Linked DNA regions of Gossypium hirsutum: all the other regions are linked to region 1. The links are chromatin contacts, called in public Hi-C maps. All regions are on one chromosome and are shown on one strand. Each heading gives the region's core, a stretch centred on a gene start, on an enhancer-like site or on the middle of the called end of the contact. The rest is flanking DNA. Distances are from core to core; before and after follow the strand shown.

Region 1 (3,035 bases), core at 218-2,717:
TAAAGTATCTGTATCATATTGTATATTAACTTTTTAACATACCCTTTTGAAAATATATTTTGGTTTTAACCATTCATCAAAGTTATTTTCTTGATTTAAAGGTTTTTTTTTGAATAAAAGCATTATTGGAAGTTTGGGATTTTCGAGAGAAATTGAGCCCTAACGTATTGGGTTCTGATTTTCTTTGTCAATCTTAAATGACCGAGAATATTCTTTATTCAAAATGCATGAGCATAAAAATCATTTTTGGGAACTTAACTTGTCGTGCCCTAACGTATTGGGTGTGGCCTGTTACTTTATCAAAATGAAGATTTTCGCATAAAATAAGAGTGATATTCAAAGTTCGGGGATTATGAGAAATTGTACCCTAACGTATTGGGACTCGATTTCTTTACATGACTTGAATAATTGGTTATCCTTTTGCAAATTTCATCATTCAAGCTTATTTTAAATTTTTTTTTCAAATTTTCGACACCAAGGCATTAAATAATCAATTTGGTACCGATTTTGGGCGTCACGAGGGTGCTAATCCTTCCTTGTGCGTAACTGACTCCCGAACTCATTTTCTCAAATTTCGTAGACCAAAATCATTTTTAAGGTGAGCCGATCACACCTTAATCAAGGATCGGTGGCGACTCCCATTTTCGTTTTTAAAGTCGACAACTAAAATTTTTGTTTTCAAAAAACGGTTTCGACAATAATTGTATAATATATTATATATTCATATAAATTTGAAAATTTATAAGTTATTTCAATTATGTTTTGGTATATTTGTGTTAAATTTGTATTAATTTTTTATAGGTTAGTGCATAATTTGGTATATGAGTTTGATATTTTTTTATGCAGTACATGTGTTGTTTTTGGTCCAGTGTCCTACCTATATTTGATAAAAGTTATATATGTTAGTATCGGAAGATAATAATGTTAAATATTTAGTGTTTAATTCAAGTTTTAGAGTTAATTTGATGAAAATTTGTAATTAGCTAATAATATTAGCAATTAAGTTTCATTAAATCAACCTTAAAACTCAAATTAAACATTAAAAAATTAACACTATTGCCTCTAGGTATTAAAATATGTAACATTTGTCAAACACAGATATCAGATTAACATCCATACTACATTAGAAAGAAATGTCAAATTTAAGTATCAAATCATATATTAGATTTTTTTTATATTATACCCTAACTAATAGTTATGTTATATAGTAAATTAATAGTGTTAAAATAGCTTTTCTATTTATGTCCCATCTTATTATATTAATAATAATTTCATTAATTATTTAAGTGTGACATGAGTTTGAGTCATGCTAATCGCATTTATTATTTAAATTGTACCCATTATTATAGTATACAATTTTTTTAATATTTTAATTAATAATAATTCGTGTTTCCCACACCACATCCTACCAACTTCCACCAAGGACTGCTGTCGTGTATTTCAACTTTGTATTGTACTGTAATAAAAAGTGATGGGCATATTGCAGTGTGAAGCCAATCGAAATCCCATCTAAGCCCACTTCTCCCTTGTCTTTGTCTTAAAACCAATCAATTTCCTCCTTTTGTCTTAAACTTTCTGTTCTTCCATTTGGCTTCCTAATTTTGAAGTGAAGGTTAGAAACTGAGAATCCAGACCAGAGACATAGTACTTGCTGTATGTCACTAGAATACTTCAGTGACAATTTCTACGGTGGATACTGTGAGGTTGCTAACCCTTTGCAATGGCCTCAACTCAGGAAAAAGCGACGCACAAGAACAACACCCCTTCTCCTTCTTCTTCATCCTCTGCTCAGGTTTTGCAGAACTGGAGTCTTGCTGCTCCCTCCGAGGATCCCATCCCCAAGGCAGCTTCCATGGCAGCCCTGATCCGACCTGCTGAGACCATCGCCGATCCTCCTGCTACTAAGACTACTACCAGCAAAGGTTTTTTTTAACTTCAATTAAAACACTTTTCTTGGATAATTCTCCTTTTAAGTTTTATTTATAATTCAACACAAATTTACAATATATTTTCTTTCTTATTTTCCCTTATCGCTCTTAGTTGTTTTAAATAGTTAGTAAGAACTGGGAGGCTTTGTTTCAGAAAGCTGTGTAATTGAATTGAAGTCTAAGAAAGAAAGGTCTTAATCTTTTTGGTATCAAATGAGAATCTTGCTTGTCATAAGATTTTTCCCCTTCTTTCACTTCACAACATTTTATTTGCAATTAAACATTTTTCTTCTTTATATAGATAAGATTTTTCTTATTATATTTCCTTGATGTCAGATTTGCATTGATAAGAAGACGCTTTTGACTTGCTTCATTTATTTATGTAATATCAAATAATCTAAATGATTCTCTGTCAATCCTATTGGCTGGCCATAATCTGATTATATATTTCATGTACAAACTGGTGATTTTGTTTGCATAGGAATTTCAATCATGCCAAGGGCTCAGACCAGCCATCCTCTGGATCCATTATCTGCTGCTGAAATCTCGGTGGCGGTGGCAACTGTAAGGGCAGCTGGAGCAACCCCAGAGGTAAAAACAAAGGGATATTTTTACTTGTTTTCCTGCTTCAATCTTGATGCTATCATTTTAGGGAGAAATTGTTTGATGTTGATTTTCTATGAAAGAAATGATTTTTTCCCTTTCTTTAGGTGAGAGATAGCATGCGCTTTATTGAGGTGGTTTTGGTGGAACCAGATAAGCATGTTGTTGCATTGGCAGATGCATATTTCTTTCCTCCTTTCCAGCCTTCATTACTCCCTAGGACAAAGGGTGGACCTGTGATTCCTAGTAAACTTCCTCCACGGAAAGCAAGACTTGTGGTTTACAACAAAAGGTCCAATGAGACTAGTATATGGATAGTTGAATTGTCAGAAGTTCATGCTGCAACTCGAGGAGGCCACCATAGGGGCAAAGTCATTTCGTCTAAAGTTGTTCCAAATGTCCAGCCTCCCATGGTAAATATGTGTCTTCCATCGGTTCAATCAGGTTTCATTTTGTGGTTCACATCAATATTTATACCCCTGCTTCTAGAACACTGATATTATG
Region 2 (2,924 bases), core at 394-2,893, 640 kb after region 1:
TATAATATTATAATAAGATTTTTCATTTAAATTATGGTCAACAAAAAGATCGAATCTTTTTTCAAAAAAAGAGTGTTAGAAAGCAATAATGATCCATCGGTTCCTCAACCTTCTATTATTAGTGGTATATATGATGCAATGACATCCGTTGAATTTGTTCTCATCTTGTATTTAATGATAGACATGCTTGGAATAACCGATGATCTCTGTCAAGCATTGTAGTATAAATCGCAGGATATACTAAACACGATGTAACTGGTGTCATCAACTAAAACGTTTCTCCAGAAACTCAGAAAACATGGGTGAGATCCTTTGTTTGAGAAAGTGAACTTATTTTGTAAAGATAATGAGATAGAAGTCCCCAAATAAAGTGTTTCTTGTAAAGCTGGTTGAGGTCGGTAGATAACCTAACAATTGAGCATCAATATCGGTTTGATATATTCATTACTGGTATCGATTCATTGTTAACAGAAATGAATTCTCGCTTTAATGATGAGGTAGTTGAGTTACTTGTTATTAGCTTTGCTTTGGGTCCACGCGATAATTACAAAGCTTTTTGTGTGGAAGATATTTGCAAGCTTATGAATGATTTTTATCTGGACAATTTTACGAGCAAGAAAAACTACACATGAAGAGTCAATTGGAACTTTTTCAACTTGATGCTCATCAAAGCACAAAGTTGCAGAAAGCTTCTACAGTTGCTGAGTTGTGTCAAGTGCTAGCTAAGACAAATAAATCAAGAATTTATCCTCTTCTTGATAGAATTATTCATGTTGTGCTAACTCTTCTTGTGTCTACTGCAATGATTAAACGAGCATTTTCAGCCATGAAAATTGTGAATATAAGACTTCGCAACAGAATGGGGGATGATTTTTTTCAACTTACTTGGTGGCATACATTAAAAAAAGATAGCTCGAGAATTTTCAACAGATTCTATTATTGATGAGTTCAATCTTATGAAAAAACGAATGGTGCAATTTAGGATGCCTAGAACTAATGCCAAGTATTAGTTTTTTTTTTGTAAATTGAAAATAAATATTTAATTTTATATAGTGTCTTTTATTTTTTACAATTAAATTGTTCATACCTTTTGAAAAACATTAAATTAATTTGTTTGATAAAAAAATTTTAATTGATACATTTTACATTAAAAAAAAAGTCGTTCGAATTTAAAAATTTCACCCCTTAAAATAAAATTATATGGATCCATCCCTACCCTCAAACCCATTTTTTTCCCAAACTCCCTCAGAAGTTTCTCTCCACAAAATCTTTTTGCAGTTATGGAAAACTGAGTTAGAGAGCGAGCCGTTTGCAATCTTCCCTAGAAGAATTAGGCTTTGGAAATTTATCTTCTATCTCCTTCCCTTTTTGTTTTTTTTTTTATTATCTAATATCAAGTTCAGCATTCCTCCTTTCTTCTATTTCAAAAAGGGATTTAAATTTTCTTGTTTTAATTCTATGATTCTCCACAATCACATGATTATCACTAACCCCATTAGCAACTGAAAAAGGTTTCATCTAAGACTAGAATCAACTACACCAAAATGAGCCTTCCCATTTTTCATTTGGCCATCCAAAGCCAAACCCGTATTCCTTATATCATCCAATGCTTGTAAAGAAACAGAATCACGAACCCCTCCATCATGAAAGCCCATGGCCCCATCCCATACCAATCCAACCCCAAATTCAATTTTTCAATGCCCCATTAACATTATCAAAGTATCCCCTTTGCGAATTAAAGGATTAGAACCTGCTATATCGTCAAAACCAATATCCAACCATTGTACTAACATTCCCCTGCCTCTTTACTACAAGTCTCCACTTCCGAAAAATTATCATTAAAAGCTTCCACTAGAGACTCCTCCTACCGAAGTCGAATAGCCATCGACAGCGGAGAGTGGAAAAGCATCACCATCAATCCATTTCCATTCGAGTTCTGTAGATATCAAATTTTGCCCCGACCCGACCTCATTATCTGGATTTGAATTTTAAAATGGTTGAGGAACTATAGGGTGATTATTTCAATTTTAAATTAAACTGTTATCAATTTAATGTTAAATTTGGAATTAGATTAAAAGCTAAATTAAGATAGAATGTTTATGTATGGTTTCAATTAAACTGAAATCAATTTTAAATTCTTTTTAGTTTAATTTAATTTAAGTTTTGAAATTTTGGCATGAAGTAGGTGAATATTTGAATATCTACTTATGTTGGCTTTTTTTGAAAAAAAATAATAGCATTTTTTTTGTTAAAATTTGTAATGTTAAAAAATATAATTAATAAAATCATTTCTGATTTTCAAAATACTTTATTAGGCATAATTTTGGGAAAATGCCAATTTAAATAATTTTCAAAAGCACAGTCTATTTTTCTTCTCAAAGTCCAAATTAATTTGTTTCTCAAAGCCCAGTCTAATTTGGTTTAAAACAATCTTTTAAAACCCAAATTTATTTTCAAATTAAATTCAAACCCAGATTTGTTTCAATTTTAATATGATTAAATCTGTTTTGAGTCCATTTTTGGAAATTCCCAAAAGTCCATTTCTATTTCAAGATTGCAGTTAGAGTCTAGAACCCTAAAAATTTTGTGCTGTGAGGAATGGCAAACCTCTCTCAGCCAATCAGAATCAACAGTACAGCAAATAATACTTGCAGTAAAAGTGATTCAAAATGAAAACAACACGTTTTGAAATGATTTTTAGGGTCAAAACACAAGTTTACAAATGAATCAAAAACATGATTAAAATAATACAGATTAAAAGAACAATATAAAAGATCAATGTCAGTCAAAGTTTAAAAAAGAGAAAAACCCTAAAAAGAAAATAAAAAAAACGGCATGGCCTTTTCATCTAATCGAAGGTAAACCCTTGGTTTTCCTTCTTTTATTTTACTATTTTCTAGGTTGCATGCATGAATAAGGGGGAG
Region 3 (3,179 bases), core at 304-2,803, 730 kb after region 1:
TATAGAAAAAAGCTTGAAAAGTGGAACGGATTCGACTAGACCAGTGGATCATAGCATGCCACGGTAATGAGAGTAATTTCCCATGTATGTCGCCAACTTTGTACCTCTGTAAAGTCCTACTTGGACTAAAACTTCCCTAAATTAAGTAAGAACTCTGAATGGGAATTGAACTCTTGTGTATATCCCTTTAGAAATACCTAGCCAAAATTCATATGCATCATTTTCTTAGGGAAAACTCTGTAAAAGGTTATTGAAAGTATATTTAAGTAAATTTTTTTATACTCAAATAAATTTTATTTTATTGAGTTTGAATTTTAACTTTGTGAGAATTATAATTGTAATATCTAATGATTGTAATTTGTGTCTAGAAGTTAAAATTTCTATTTCAGGATACATAGAGATTTTGACTTCTCCCTCTTTTGAAGTTTCAAATTTTTTCTTGTGTAAAGCTCCTTGAGTTAGTGTCAACTTCCTAAGCATCTAAGAGTTTGAGAATAATAGAAAAGATTATTCAGTTGAAAACTTGAAAATTTTGAATTTTGTTTGAGTTAATCAAAAAATTTAAACACTTTCCTATAACCTTTCGTAATTTGGATATACATCCTGAGCCGTGAAACACATGTACTAATTTTTATCAAATTTATTACTTTAGATATCGCCATAAAAATCATTTTCAATTTCTTTTAAAAAATTCTGCTACGTCAACTCTTATATGTTTTCTAAACACTTTTCTAACAGATAAAAGACAATACATAACAGGAAATATGTAGAAAGTGACACACATCCATTCATTACATCCCAATACACATGCAAAAATTTGTAATGACACAACTTTCGAAACCCATGAACCGACACCATCGTAAGAAGCATATAAAGCGTGTTATATCATCAAAGAGAAGACTTCAAAAAAAGACCCCTCAATTCTCTAGACATCTTTGTCTTTATCATTAAAACCCCTCTAAAAACTTTCCGCATATCTACTATGCGAACTGCCACAAGCCCTCTCCAATCTTCATCTTAACCTATTTCCATAAATAATGTTAGACATAACCTGTTTTTATAGTATTTGTTTAATTTTGATACATACAAAAAAAATCATTATAAATTTCTATTGAAGTTCTTCCTAATATCGTTATTTAATGACTTTCATGGTTGTCCAAATTAGATTTGAGATTTTATTGTTAAGCTTAGAACTTGAAAGAGAAATTATGAGTTGAAGACTTTTCAAATAGGTAGTGGATGAAGAACCAACTAAGTGTGTCTGTCGTCCAATCCACTTGGGCAACATAATTTTGAGTCATAGATGATTTTACATGTCATGTTATCCAATTAACAAAAAGGTAATGAGATGACTTTCGATGTTGCCCTATGTGTGGATCCTTCTTCAGAGTTTCAGTCCTCAAATTTGGGCAAGGTTCGGTAAAGGCCAGATTTCCCAAAATTCTAAAGTTGCTAAAATTTAAAATTTAAAATTTGTCATCTTGTTTATATGAAACCACCTACAAGGGTTACATGTTGGGCTATTAATCTCGGGAGACAAAACTAGAAACCAGAATATTGGGTATCTAAGCGGTAGACCAAGTCAAAAGGTTCATTTGAATAGCCCAAGTCAAAATTAGAATCAATGATTTAATATGTATTTTGATCTAATTGAAAATAATAATAAAAACCATAAAAGATGTATAATAAAAAATTAATTTGATGTCCTTTCATATTTAAAATAAGTTATCTTACTCGATGATACTTATCTTTTTATTTTACAAGCCCAATAAAAATATACATATGATACAATTTGAACCTAAGTTAATTGTATTAGTAAAAACTTAAATTCACCACTTGACCAAAGTTTTATTTTGATTGCTTTTATGCACATTTTATTATGTCCATCAATTGTGTTTTAAATGTGTAATTTTTACACATTCTTATGTGTAAAATTTTCTAATTTGAAATAGAATAAATATAATTATTTTAATAAAAATAAATAAAGAGTCTACTCCCCTAGCACGTTTAGGTCTGCCGCCGCTGGCACGTTTTTGTTTTTCTTTAATCGTTTGTGTTATGTTTTACCAATTGCCTTCTTTGCTTCTGATCTTTTTTCCTGAAATCTGAAAAAGGGGTGTTTGTGTTATTATGTTTATCAACCTGTAGCCATGGAGAATGAATTAGCACAATTATCGATTAATGAGGAAGAAGAAGAAATATTGCAGATTCAGGCAGATCCGGGTAATCAAAGTGGAGTGGGGGAGTTCCAGCTTGTGGGATGTTTCTTAACAGCAAGTGTTATTCATTTTCCACCATGAAAAGCACTATGGCAAATCTGTGGCACCCTGTTTATGGGGTCCAAATTAGAGATCTGGTGAAAAAAGGTATTTGTTCCAATTATGATCATAATATGGATATGGAAAGGGTTCTAAAAGGTCTACCATGGACTTTTAATAACCACTTGCCATCATTGAATAAGTTGGGGAGAGGCGAAGATCCATTAAAAGTGCCGCTAATATTTACTCCTTTCTGGGTTCTAATCCATGATGTCCCAATTGGATTATTCTCTAAAAAGCTAGCAATCCAACTGGGTAATTTTTTAGGTGTTTTCCTAGAATATGATACTTCAAATCTAGGAAAGGAAAATCGTAATTATATGAGGGTAAGAGTACAGATTGATGTTAGGAAGCCTCTGAAAAGGAAGAAGCAAGATTTGTGCAATGTGGTTAGGTCATATGTCAAGTTTAAGTATGAACGGTTATCGCTTTTTTGTTTCTACTGCGGAAGATTGGGGCATAATGATTCATTCTATGAGATAAAAATGATGACAAGGGCAGATACAGAAGAATTGGGCTGGGATTTATCATTGTGAGTGCAATCTCGAAGAGCCCTTTCAATGAATAGTATATGGCTACGAGAAGAGGAAGAAGGAAAAGGGAAGGGAAGATGGGGGGAGAATCGATCTGGAGAATCAAGACATAGGGATGAAAGTTCAAATGAATGAGGGGGAAAGATTATTGACCCAATTCTGGGGTTTAGTATTGAAGGAGGGGTGCCGTCTATAGAATGGCGAGAAAGCAAATTTGGTTTGAGTCAGATAAATATGGCAATGGAACATGATTTAGAAAATGAGACCTTAGAAGGGGAGGAAGGAAAAACAAAACAGGGGGAGATGGAAGATCTTTTCAGCAATGCAG

What was found. A called contact is a pair of places that touch in the nucleus more often than the background predicts.
Region 2: a contact with region 1 is called in a Hi-C map of leaf, with 2.5 times the contacts expected there. The contact joins the enhancer-like site here to the promoter of LOC107922409 in region 1. A contact is called at or near these places in 2 of 34 Hi-C or Micro-C datasets (both in leaf).
Region 3: a contact with region 1 is called in a Hi-C map of leaf, with 2.7 times the contacts expected there. The contact joins the enhancer-like site here to the promoter of LOC107922409 in region 1. A contact is called at or near these places in 2 of 34 Hi-C or Micro-C datasets (both in leaf).

Annotation. Positions count from the first base shown.
Region 1 is chrD01:51,311,120-51,314,154 of Gossypium_hirsutum_v2.1, forward strand. It overlaps LOC107922409 (copper methylamine oxidase), which reads left to right and starts at 1,468. Exons shown (of 12, transcript XM_016852438.2): 1 at 1,468-1,922; 2 at 2,410-2,519; 3 at 2,639-2,944. The coding sequence starts at 1,721.
Region 2 is chrD01:51,952,283-51,955,206 of Gossypium_hirsutum_v2.1, forward strand. No RefSeq gene overlaps it. Among protein-coding and RNA genes, the nearest start is that of LOC107921263, 9.1 kb to the right of the region's middle. Within about 2 kb of position 1,644, at least 3 of the 9 cell types and tissues checked have an H3K27ac peak or open chromatin away from gene starts, as enhancers often do. A contact at or near this core is called in leaf, where this site is marked.
Region 3 is chrD01:52,041,693-52,044,871 of Gossypium_hirsutum_v2.1, forward strand. No RefSeq gene overlaps it. Among protein-coding and RNA genes, the nearest start is that of LOC107922586, 12 kb to the left of the region's middle. Within about 2 kb of position 1,554, at least 9 of the 9 cell types and tissues checked have an H3K27ac peak or open chromatin away from gene starts, as enhancers often do. A contact at or near this core is called in leaf, where this site is marked.